Regions from separate parts of the Hordeum vulgare genome. Here region 1 is linked to region 2. A link is a contact called in public Hi-C data. All regions are on one chromosome and are shown on one strand. The core of a region is the stretch at or near the end of the contact, and the rest is flanking DNA. Distances in the headings are between cores, read along the strand shown.

Region 1 (5,918 bases), core at 2,525-5,024, 430 kb before region 2:
TCGGCTGGCTGTCTGCTAGAGCCTTCCTGCAAGCATACTGCAAAAAAACAGAATCGAAAACATGTATCAGTCTTCCATGTTCTTGCTGAATTACTTGTGTGCTAGTAGAAGAAGAGATTTGTTTATGTACCTTGATCTTCCTGCCAAAGTTCCTCTTGATCTTCTTCTTCCTGTACCTGGAGAGCTTCTGCTTCCTCTCCTCACTTTTCAGGTCACTGATGGTCACAAGCCTCTCACCAGATGCGTGCATGTTCCCTGCGATCCCAGGCCGAGGGGTATTATTGGCACCAAGGTTCTGTCAGAAAAGAGGTAAACATGTTATTAGCCTTGCAAATTGCAGTACCTCATACAAAAATTGGACTTTACATGATGATCCTACCTAAAAGGATAACATGTCATTTATCTATACTTTGCGTGTGTTTGCTAGTATGTATCTTGCGTGTCGAAAAATCTAAGCAACTTGAAAAGTGCTGAGTGTGCAAGGTAGGTATATATGCCCTGTGATATCAGCTAAAGCATCGAGGAGGCCGTTAAGGGAAAGGTGACTTTGGGCAGAATTAGTAACCTCTGAAATCACATCACCAGCTAGCTAAGCTAGTGCTTCTCCTTCATATCATAGCTTTTATCTAGGAATGGTATAACGGAACGGAATGGCCTTTTCATGTTGAGCAAAGCACTAGACCATTTTAGCACATGTACAGTGAGGTTTTGTCGAATGCCATGAGAAAGCGACGCCTTTTAGGTTTGTTTTTCTGTACTTATCGTGTCTTTTGTCGACAGCTGTGCTCACGAAAAGGTCAGTGGTGCTTGTCACAATAATTCCATTTCAATGTTGTGTTGTGTTGTGCAGTGCAACAGAGAGGGAGAGAAAGGAACTGATGATTCATACCTGAATGTCACCCTCGCTGTAGGCTCGCCGGAGCCCGAAGGCGGCCTCGAAGTCGAGCCCTTGGAAGTCGAGGAAGTTGGGCCTCGCCGCCGACCCGTTCATCCAGTCCGCGGAGTTGAGGCACCCGGAGCTGACGCTCTTCTGGAGCGAGCATTCACCAGCAGCAACTGTCGACGAGGAGGAGGCCCTGAGCTCCCCGGGGACGTCCTCGACCTGCAGCATGGGGATCTTGACGTCCAGCAGCTCCGATATCGTCTCCTCGATCGCCGACTCCTCCATGAGCTCCTTCTCGCACTCGTACAGCGCCTCGCTCAGGCCCATGTCTGAGGCACTGATGGCGTTGTCGTCCTCCCCGCCGGACATCATGGAGATGGCGGCCGCGACCGGGTCGAGGGCGAGCAGCGGTTCCTCGACTATGGGCTCAGGTGCCTTGAACAGGTCGCCCTCTGCTCCCAGGTCATACTCTGATATCAGGGATGGCTGCCCCATGTCCGCCTGTTATTTTATTTTTTCACACGGAACAGAATGTCAGAGTTGGAGTTGACAAGTCAGCTTAATCATCTAAGCCTAACAGAATAAATGAGAAACACTTAAAATTAATTCCTGGCATTTAGAATGAACCAAGCAACTAAATTTCTACAAGTACTCCCTCCGTCCAAAATTACTTGTCCTAAAAATGAATAAAATGGATGTATCTATAACTAAAATAAGTATAGATACATTCATCTGTAGGACAAGTATTTCATCTGTAGGACAAGTATTTCCGGACGGATGGAGTATATACAACGAAGTGAACATGAAGATGAAGAGAGCATGGCAATTCATTCACTCATTGATTGGTTCAGTAAAAAAGGAAGAAGAGTGGAAGTAAAAAGACAAATTTTTTTGGTGAGTGGGGAGATGTGTAAGTAAATAAGTAAGAGGTAGGTACTGTAGCTTCTAGGTGGTGGTACTGTTTTGTTGTTGTATTCTAGTGTAGGTGCACATGCATGTCAACTGACGGCATGTCCCTGTCATGCTTTGGTTTTGCTACCACCACATGAGAGCATATGCCGCCCAGGGACAGGGACAGGGACAGGGACAGTGGCATCTCAAATTGGCCAAAAACTCAGGCTAATTCCATCCCTCCCTTTCAAATTGGCACCTAAAGTGAGTTAAAATATCTGAGCCCCTGTGACCTGGCTGGCCTTTGTGTGAGAAGAAGATTCAAAGCTGGTGCCAACATGAGCAACTGTTATTTGAGATCTTTTTTCTGTTCTTTTCTTTTCTTTTCTTTTACTAGTAAAAGGTAGCGGGTGTCAATTTTTGACATGTTAAATCACTAGACACTTTTGTCTTTTCTTGGATGAGGGGTTGTTAAATTTGTGGCCCTCGAGTAGGCAGGATAATAGATGATGACAGGAATAGGAGGAAACCAATCTACCTAGTTTGGAGTGCTGTGATTTAAGGTCGTGGTGTCATGAGTAAGCCATCTGAAAATTGCATGTTTCAGTCAATCAGGACTCAGGAGGAGGATTAATGAGAGGGTGCGGGTATATTAGGATAGTTTGAATTAGGCAAAATAAGAAGTTTTTGTATGTGTTATACACTTATATATATATCAAGACATGATAAGCAATCTTTATCAGTAGCTAAAAATGTGCAGGCTGGCTGCAGCTTGTGCGTGTGTGACAGTGTGATTGATGTTGATGACAAGTACTAAAGTGCTAGACATGTACTCCTACCATCATATTTGCAACAAGAAAAGGAAAGGTGGTTAAAGGTTGGCAGTATTAGAAAGAAAAAATGTTATGGTTAATTAGTGGAGCAGTAGTATTAAAAAATGGGAGATGATATGAGGATATTGTTTCTAGTCTAGTCTAGTCTAGTCTAGTTGACACCTCCTCCCTTTCCCCTGTACATACTCTCTCGGTCCGGAATTACTGGTATCTAAAACTAGATGTATCTAGAACTAAAACACATCTAGATGTATTTGTGACAAGTATTTTTGGACAAAGGGAGTATAATAGAATAGAATAATACAGTTATTCAGAGTTAATAGTCTGCATTTTATTCGTCTCCCACAGCAGAGGCCGTCGATATCCAAGAACAAGAAGAGAAGGGGAAAGCGACATTATAATTTGTCAGGACCCAAAGCAAGCAAGAAGCGGCGGTGGCCTTAGAAGTGGCACAGCAAGCAAGCAAGCAATTTTTTTCTTGATTGATCTCAACAAGTGATGAACTGAATTGCAGCCAAGATGCAGAATCAGACAGAAAAAGGGGCTGTTTTTATTTTGATGGAACAGAGAAGAGCCAATTGATTTGATGCAAGAGATTAGATTTGCTTATGGAGGAATTAATATAGATGAGGTAATTGGTGCAGTGCAGTGGCAGTGGCATGCCCCTGCATGTAGATGTATGTATGTATGTATGTATGTATGTATGTATGTATGTATGTATGTATGTATGTATGCAGCATGAGATTAATTAAGATGGCAGGTGAGGGGGAAAGGTACTCACGAGGTGGTGGTACATGGCGGCGGCGGCGGCGGCGGCGGCGTCGTCGGGTGCAGCGGCGGCGGCGGCGGCTTGATGTTGATGTTGTTGATGCTGATGCTGATGTTGTTGTTGTTGTTGATGCAGGAGAGGCAGAGGCAGAGGCGGTGCAGCGTGGTTGGATGCAGATGCAGGGGTGGCGGCGAAGGAGGAGTGGGAGAAGACGGTGGGGGAGTAACCCGAGTAGGCGGACGGCGGCGAGGAAGAAGAAGAGTAGGATGGGGAGAAGCTGAACCCCGCGTCGGCGAACATCTTGGTCTCTCTCTCTCTCTCTGTGTGTGGGAGGGGAGGAGGGGAGGGGATGGTGAATGAATGAATGAATGAAGGAATGGGGTTGGGAGAGATTGGAAAGGATGGAGGCCGCCGGAGGCAAGATTTATAGGGGAGGAGGAAAGAGCAGAGCGGCGGGGGTGGGGGTGGGAGGAGGAAGAATGTGACAAAAAAGAAAGAAAGAAAGAAGAGAAAAGCCACCACGGTGGTGTACTGTGGTGTGGTGTGTGTCTCCAACCATCACATCACATCACAACGCCAACGCGGTGGTGCTGTGGTGGTGCTGTGCTGGCTCACCGCTTGCTTTGCTCTGGCTGTGGCTGCTGGTAAGCAACAGCGAATCAACCAATGAAGCAAAGCAACCAATACTTACTACTGTCCCATCTCCCTCCCTCTCATTTACTCACTCATCTCTCCTTATTTCTTATGGTCACCTATACCTGTCCAAAACTCAGGTCACACCTAACAAAAATCCATGGTACAAAACTCACACCCAGCCCGGTCGGGTCAAATCGTCGGGCCTAGTTTCTAGGACCAAGCCCCATCCGAGCCCAAAGAAGCCCGGCTTGGCCCGACCATTGGGCCTAGTTTCTAAGCACAAGCTTGGCCCGGCCCGGCCTGGTAAGCAATCATAAAAGTTTTTCGTAGGCCCGAGCCCGGCCCAGCCCGATCTTCAGACTTGATTTTCAGGCCAGGCCCGGCCTGTGAATTTCGGGCCAGGTCGGGTTTCCCATGGCCAAGTATACCACAGCCCACAAAACAAAAACACCGCACCGCCAGCCACCCACACCAGATGGTTAGAGCAACTCCAAACGGACGACCCATTTCATCCGCATGTTCTTTTGAGTCGTCGTGAAAAAAAGCAGTGGCCCAACGCGCCAACGCAAACCTAAATGATGACCACAACATGTCTGCGTCGACCCATTTCAGGCCCAAATTTGGGTGGGCCAGATGTATGGCCACGCCTGCTCCCACGCCGACGACCAAAAACCCTAGCTAGCCATGGGCTTCTTCAATGGGAATGGGAAGGGGAAGGCCAAGCTCAGCGCCGGCGCAAGCTCTTCATCCCGCGGGCACTCGTCGTCGCTGCCTGCTTCGTGGGACATACCACTCCACCAGGAGTGGTGACATTGGCAGTACCGTCGGCCGCTGCAATATCCAAATGTCAGCCTACACCATGATTGGCATCTAGATCCGCAGCGGATCCCCATTTCAGCAGTGCCTCGATCGTTGCGGGCGCACGCGGAGGAGGTTCGTCGACGCCGCAAGAACCTCACGTCGAAGCAATGGGCCTTGTGAGCATACGCGCCAGCCTCCCCCAACGGGAGCGCTGGTTCACGCTACAACACGAGGAGGAGCGACGTCGAGGCATCCACGTCGACCACTTCGTCCCTCCTCCTCCGCCCGAGGTTCTGCCGGAGGAGCAGGACGAGGAGGTGGCGTACCAGGCCGTCCTTGAGATGGCCCTTCGACACGTTCTGGAGGCCAAACGAATCGAGGAGGACGCCAAGTGGGTCGGCCTGGACCGCGCCCTCGCCTTGTCGGTTGCGGGGGACTTCGTCCACACCCCGCGCTTTGTCCTGGAGCCTCCCCCGCTGCCGCCGCCCATCGTCAAGCCTAAGGAGGAGCCCTGGCCGTCACAGAAGCGCTCGTCGCCTCCGCCATCTTTCTCGGAGGAGAAATATGAGTGGGTGGGCCTGGTCCGTGAGTGGGTGCTCGCCCCGCCGTCTACTTCGACGCCACGCCGGAGGAGAAGGCGGCCCACCTCGAGCAATGGAGGCATCGCTAGCTGGCCGAGGAGGCGGATGGCCGGATGCAAATGTTGTGGGAACGGGAGAAGGAGGCGCTGCATCTCAAGGAGGACGAGGGGAAGCGCGGCCGGCTTGCCGCATTGCCGTTGCCACAGCAGACACCGAGGAGGTGCCCTGTCAGCCTACCAGGCTGCATTCGGGTGGGCTGGGCCATCTCCTGCCGTCATCGACCTCACCGACGGCGACGTCGTCGACGACGACAAGGGCAAGGGCAAGGGCAAGGCGGACGTGTAGGGCAGCGTGCGGGCGGACGCGGACTTCTCTTTAATTTTAATCGATGTTTAATTATGTTTTAAGTGGATTTTGGCCGATGGTTGAACGTCAGCTTATTTTAATTAAAGTTTTATTATGTTTATCTATGTCATGTGTTTATTGTTTTTTTAAGACGGGCAAATTCGAATGTTTCTTTCGTT
Region 2 (5,741 bases), core at 1,469-3,968:
ACAAACCGTGCCGCTGGGCTACGGCGAGTGCTTCTTCGTGGGCGACAACGGCACGGCAAAGGAAGCGTTGTGCAGCTGGGAGAGGGAGGAGTTCATCTACGAGAAGGGCACGGACCACTGCACCTCCGGCCACGACTTCCGTGACTGTGGACACTTCATCATCATGATCGAAAAAGCCTACCACTACGTCGGCTGCGGCCGCGCTCCCTGCCTCGGCGGCCCCCGCCATGGACAGTTCTTCATCTCTTGCAACTACAGCGCCGTCAGGCCCAACGCCACCACCACCTCCTCCTCCTCCTGAAGCAAACCACCACCGGAGCACCATCATCCACCTACCTATCTATCTACATATCTACTGTATTACCCTTCCTCCCTCACATGCAAGCAAATGTATATCAACACACATACATAAGTGTATACATATACCTGTGTAAAAATCGATTTGGTCCGTCTTGATTTCGACGATTTCTCTTGTTTGCTGTCAAGTACGTATAAATGGATCATCATATCATAATATCAATGTAGCTTCCAACATTTAATTGCCTGCTTCATTCGTTCATTCATTACTTACGCTTACAGAGATACATGTATCTCTCTCTCACATACAAGAGCATGACCGTTCGATCGACACAGCAAACCATGTTGTTTTCATCATACAAGAAGACGCACGCTCTCGGTGCATGGTATGAGATATGAGATATGAGCAAGCGATCAATCGATTAACCTACATTACAGATTGACTGAGCAAAATCAGCTTTGGCTTGCACAATCAGGATCAGATCGATAGAAGATACCATCATCTTCAGTGGATGACCGGCTTGAGGGGCTGCGCTCTGAGCTTCGACATGTCCAGCGCCGCGTCAAGCTCCTCGTCCACCTCACCCACCACGCCTCTGCATGCGCCGTCAACAAACAACTTCATTTTTTTACGTACATGCAAAGAATTCAGTAAATGCAAACATATAGAGAAGTGAAAGGGGCACGCACATGTTGTCGCCCCTGATGATGTACAGTCCGAGGACAAGCTGTTGTACTCCCTCCTGCAACACAGTGTCTGTCAGCAGATGGACACGACATGTATAAAACCCGACAAGAAAGACAGCAAGTCCTATAGTAGGATTTCCATATGTGAAGGCCTTGATGATTACTAACAGAAACACCGAAACTGGAAAACCAATAACCACAATGGGAAAAAAAAACACGGGCCTCTGTTTACCTCTTGTGAAGAAATAACCAGCAGAGGAAGAGGTATACAAGAGAAGAGAAGAGTGAGTAATCCTTGGACCTAACTAAACGAGAAGAGTGCAGTGCACGGTGAAGGGTGACATGGGTAGAATGAACGTCCCTCCTCAACATGAGAAGAAGGTGACCCAAGTAATTAATTCCGTGCGGCAACAAGAGGATCACAAGAATGCCTGCAGCTGTTGGACTTTGTGGGGATGCAATAGAGTGGTTTAGCGGATTTCCAAATTTATCATCAAGCTGTGTCGCGAGGAAGCCAGTTTCTATCCTATAACTTGTACGGGGTACATTTTAAGCATATGATGAGCTAAGTGGGTGAGGCAGAGAGAGAGAGAGAGGCTATAACAGGCAGGTTGTTGGTCCATGATGTACAATTCTTGTGTCCAGGCAGTCGTTGAAGGCAAATAATTTAATTTTGCAAGCATCATTTGTATACCTCCATCCATCCATCCATCCATCCATCCATCCATCCATCCTCTTAGAATTGTTAAGCACCTCCTAGAGTAGAATTGTTTCTGTCCATCCATCCATCCATATCTTCCATCCTGTGTGTGTGTGTGTGTGTGTGTGTGTGTGTGTGTGTGACCTTAATGAGCTTAATGAGTGAGTGAGGGAGTGACCTTGGTGGAGTAGACCCTCTCGTGGGACTCGTCGAGGATGATGTTGGTGGCCTGGTCGAACCCCCGCAGAGTCCCCTGGAGAAGCAGAGCATATGAAGTTGGTTGATTGATTACAATATAACATAACATAACATAACATAACATAACATAACATAACATGATATATAACATAACATAACATAACATAACATAACATGATATATAACATAACATAACATGATATAACATAACATAACATAACATAACATGATATATAACATAACATAACATAACATAGAGGAGGAGAGGAAGCAGAGGATACAGCGAGCAGAGGCAGAGGCGGAGGCGGAGGCGGGTGAGCTTACCACGATGTTGCGGCCGTCGTTGGTGATGACGGAGATCACCTCTATAATGAAATGAAGAAAAGAAAAGAAAAGAAAGATTAGTGGTGGACGAAAAGGAGGGAAATTTCTTGTCTTGAAACAATGTCGAGCATAGGAGAGGATGGGAGGTGGAGACTCACGGTCGACGAGGGACTCGAGCGTCGCCATCCCCCTTTGTGCTGTCTGATCTCTCTCGCTAGGGTTGAGAGGAGATGAGAGGATTGGGATTGGGCGACGGCGGCGGCGGCGGCGGCGGCGGCGCTGGTCGAATCGAATCTCGCTCGCTCGCTAGGGTTGTTCACTTTCACTTTCACTTGAGACCTCACCTCACCTCACCCACCTGACCTGATCATCTCATCGCAAGAGAGGCCGGGCCGGGCCGGGCCGGGCTCCCTCTTTAGTCTTTAGTTTATAGTTATTAAGTGGGCCGGGCGTCTCCTTCCTGTCTGTCTGTCTGTTACGATGATATGAGCGGCCCGACCCAAACCATAGCAGCAGAGCAGACTCAGAGCAGCAGCCGCCGCCTCCCTCCCTCTTCCTCGTTTTCCGCCGCCGCCGCCGCCGCCGCCGCCGCCTCTCTTGAGCGTGATGGACGCCGCCGCCGGCAACGGAAGCAGCGGCAGCGTGATGTGCCAGCTGGTGAGCGCGGAGGGGGAGCACCTGGGCGCGGCGCTCTACCTGCCGCACAACGTCGGACCGCCGCAGCTCCAGGAGATCGTCAACCACCTCCTACGCAACGTACCTCCTACCTATTCCTTCCATCCTTCCTTCCTATTGCTTCTTGCTTCTTGCTTCTTGCTCCTACACAACGACCTCACCTGATGCTGATGCTGATGCTGATGCTGCTGCTGTGCAGGAGGACAAGCTGCCCTACGCCTTCTACGTCGGCGACGAGGAGCTCTCCCTCCAGCTCGGCGCCTTCATGCAACGCAACAACGGTCAGTCACCACGCTACTACTGTAAAATCAATCAATCAATCAATCAAGAAAATAAAAAAAGAAAAGAAAATAAATTGAACGCATGCCTCAACAGCCAACGCCGAGGTCACCCTGCGCATCGTCTACCAGCCGCAGGCAGTCTTCCGGATCAGTCCCGTCAACCGCTGCTCCGCCACAATCGCCGGTACCAACTTCCTATGCCTTGTACAGTACTCCTAAATTCTAGTAATACCACCAAACCTTCCAATTGTTTCTTTCTTTCTTTCTTTGTATGTTGCCATTTGACTGACTGACTGACTGACTGATTACTCGACACACGGGATTCATTATTACAGTTTGTTTATTACTCCCTCGGCTCCGTTCCTAAATATAAGACATTTTAGAGATTGCATTATAAACTACATACGGATGTACATAGACATATTCTAGAGTATAGATTCACCCATTTTGCTACAACTTATTGTCCAGATTTTTGTTTACCTTGTTGTTGAGCCTGCCTGTGTCTGTGTTAAAACAAGGGTACGTGCCACCCTGGAATCATCAAACTATCTTTACCCACTGCCCTGCCTGCAGGCCACACGGAGGCTGTACTCACCGTTTCTTTCAGCCCCGACGGAACATGTCTCGCCAGTGGTTCAGGTGACACCACCGTTCGCTTCTGGGACCTCAACACTCAGACCCCATTGTACACATGCAAAGGTGCTTTTCAATTCTTCTTGCCTTTTCCTCATTTCTTCTAGTCTATGTTTGCTTCAATTCCTTCTCCCTCCATGATAATAACTGCACTTGTACCAAACTTTCCTAATAAGAGTTATCTTACAAGTCCCATGGAAAGACATAGTTTTTTCTTCTTCTTCCAGAACCACGTATGTCGATTTAATCTCTTCATCACAGCAAACCTTGTAAATTACCGACTGAAATTAACCTCTTCTAATACTAGGCGAACCATCTTCCCAAGTGTCCTTATATTATGGGACAGAGGGAGTAGAATGGAACATGTACTGGCTAAGATGGGCTTGATATAATGAATATGATATCCACACACATGATGATTTCGGAATAGTTTTCTTGGCCAAAGCCGTGACCTGGAGGCTTTGAAGCAAGTAAAGGAATGACATAACACATATCTTGTAATTAATGCATTTCATGAATCGGTTTTTTACATTATGTTTGTATTGTAATGGGAATTTGATTGCCTTTGTCATCTCTTCTGGGGCTCTTATGACTCTTTCAGCTTGTTCCATTCGCACATCTGCACTCCTTTTAGGGTGATATCGTCATTGCTTTGAAACTCATGTGATAACCCTGTATTTTGTAGGACACAAAAATTGGGTTCTCTGCATTGCATGGTCACCTGATGGGAAACATCTTGTTAGCGGAAGCAAGTCAGGAGAGCTTATATTATGGGACCCCAAAACAGGCAATCAATTGGGCACTCCTCTTACGGTAAGATTGCACATTTCTTTATTTTCTGACATCTGGAATCTACTGTAAGATAGGATAAGATTTTATCATATTTCTTCATTTGCGTATCACACTCCATTATATCCTAATCATCAAGTGAGAATTTTCTATGAACCATTTACTAAAATAAATGCTAGTTAGCAAGAACTACAAGTTTGTTTCTTTTCTAGTAGACTGAATTTCCTACCGCAGATTGCTAGAAAGAAGATGTCTATTTAGATCTTGCAGATGTTTTTCCACTCTTGCTACATCTAGTCATTCATTCTGGTGTTTTTACAATAGGGGCATAGAAAGTGGATTACCGCTGTATCTTGGGAGCCAGTTCATTTGCAATCTCCTTCCCGCCGTTTTGTAAGCGCAAGTAAAGATGGCGATGCACGAATTTGGGACATTACCACAAAGAAGTGTGTTATTTCCCTTACAGGTCACACCAATGCTGTGACCTGTGTCAAGTGGGGTGGAGACGGTTTGATATATACAGGGTAAGATTCTTACTTGGTAATCCCTTTTCTTCTTCCGGTAAAAGGAGACTCTATGCGTACTATTGTGTAGTAAATCACTATTGTTTTTCTGATACGTTGTGCTTGGAAGATGATGTATAAGCTTAACTGTATAATAATACTTGGCGTTTTCTCTTTGGATAATTGTTGTCAACAAGAACAAAATTTACCGTGTAGCAGTAAGCATATATGTTGTTGCGGGTAGGTAATTTTTGCTGGTAAATTAGCTCCTTGTTATTTTTATTTTTATTTTTATTCATTCTTAAATCCTTATAGCCACAATTGTTGGCAAAGCGGTTGACTGACACACCCGACATCCTAGATGGCTAAAGGCCATTAACTAAAAGCATAATCCGAATCACTTATGTCCTTGACCATAAGTGTCTAGTGTTGTCATGAATGGCGTTTATAAATTCCCCCACATCAGGTCATACATTACATATACAATTCTGAAAATAATGTCTTTCTACTGCAGTTCTGAAGATTGTTTAATCAAAGTATGGGAAACTACTCAGGGCAAGTTGGTCAAAACACTGCAGGTAATGTTAACAACTCCAAGTATATTCTTCTGCAAATGCTTATGTACAATGATGAAATCTGAGTTTTTAACAACCC

What was found. Hi-C and Micro-C count contacts between places; a contact is called where the count stands out from the background.
Region 1: a contact with region 2 is called in a Hi-C map of seedling, with 3 times the contacts expected there. The contact joins the promoter of LOC123452846 here to the promoter of LOC123452764 in region 2. A contact is called at or near these places in 2 of 6 Hi-C or Micro-C datasets (leaf and seedling).

What each region holds. Positions count from the first base shown.
Region 1 is chr1H:515,741,129-515,747,046 of MorexV3_pseudomolecules_assembly, reverse strand. LOC123452846 reads right to left here and starts at 3,774. Exons shown (of 4, transcript XM_045129570.1): 1 at 3,389-3,774; 2 at 890-1,384; 3 at 131-295; 4 at 1-37. The coding sequence starts at 3,676.
Region 2 is chr1H:515,310,275-515,316,015 of MorexV3_pseudomolecules_assembly, reverse strand. LOC123452764 (notchless protein homolog) reads left to right here and starts at 2,718. Exons shown (of 12, transcript XM_045129479.1): 1 at 2,718-2,962; 2 at 3,081-3,162; 3 at 3,257-3,346; 4 at 3,736-3,861; 5 at 4,481-4,608; 6 at 4,909-5,108; 7 at 5,602-5,665. The coding sequence starts at 2,813. It overlaps LOC123452804 (sm-like protein LSM8), which reads right to left. Exons shown (of 6, transcript XM_045129540.1): 2 at 2,365-2,436; 3 at 2,207-2,247; 4 at 1,863-1,937; 5 at 988-1,040; 6 at 487-893. The coding sequence starts at 2,392. The coding sequence ends at 803.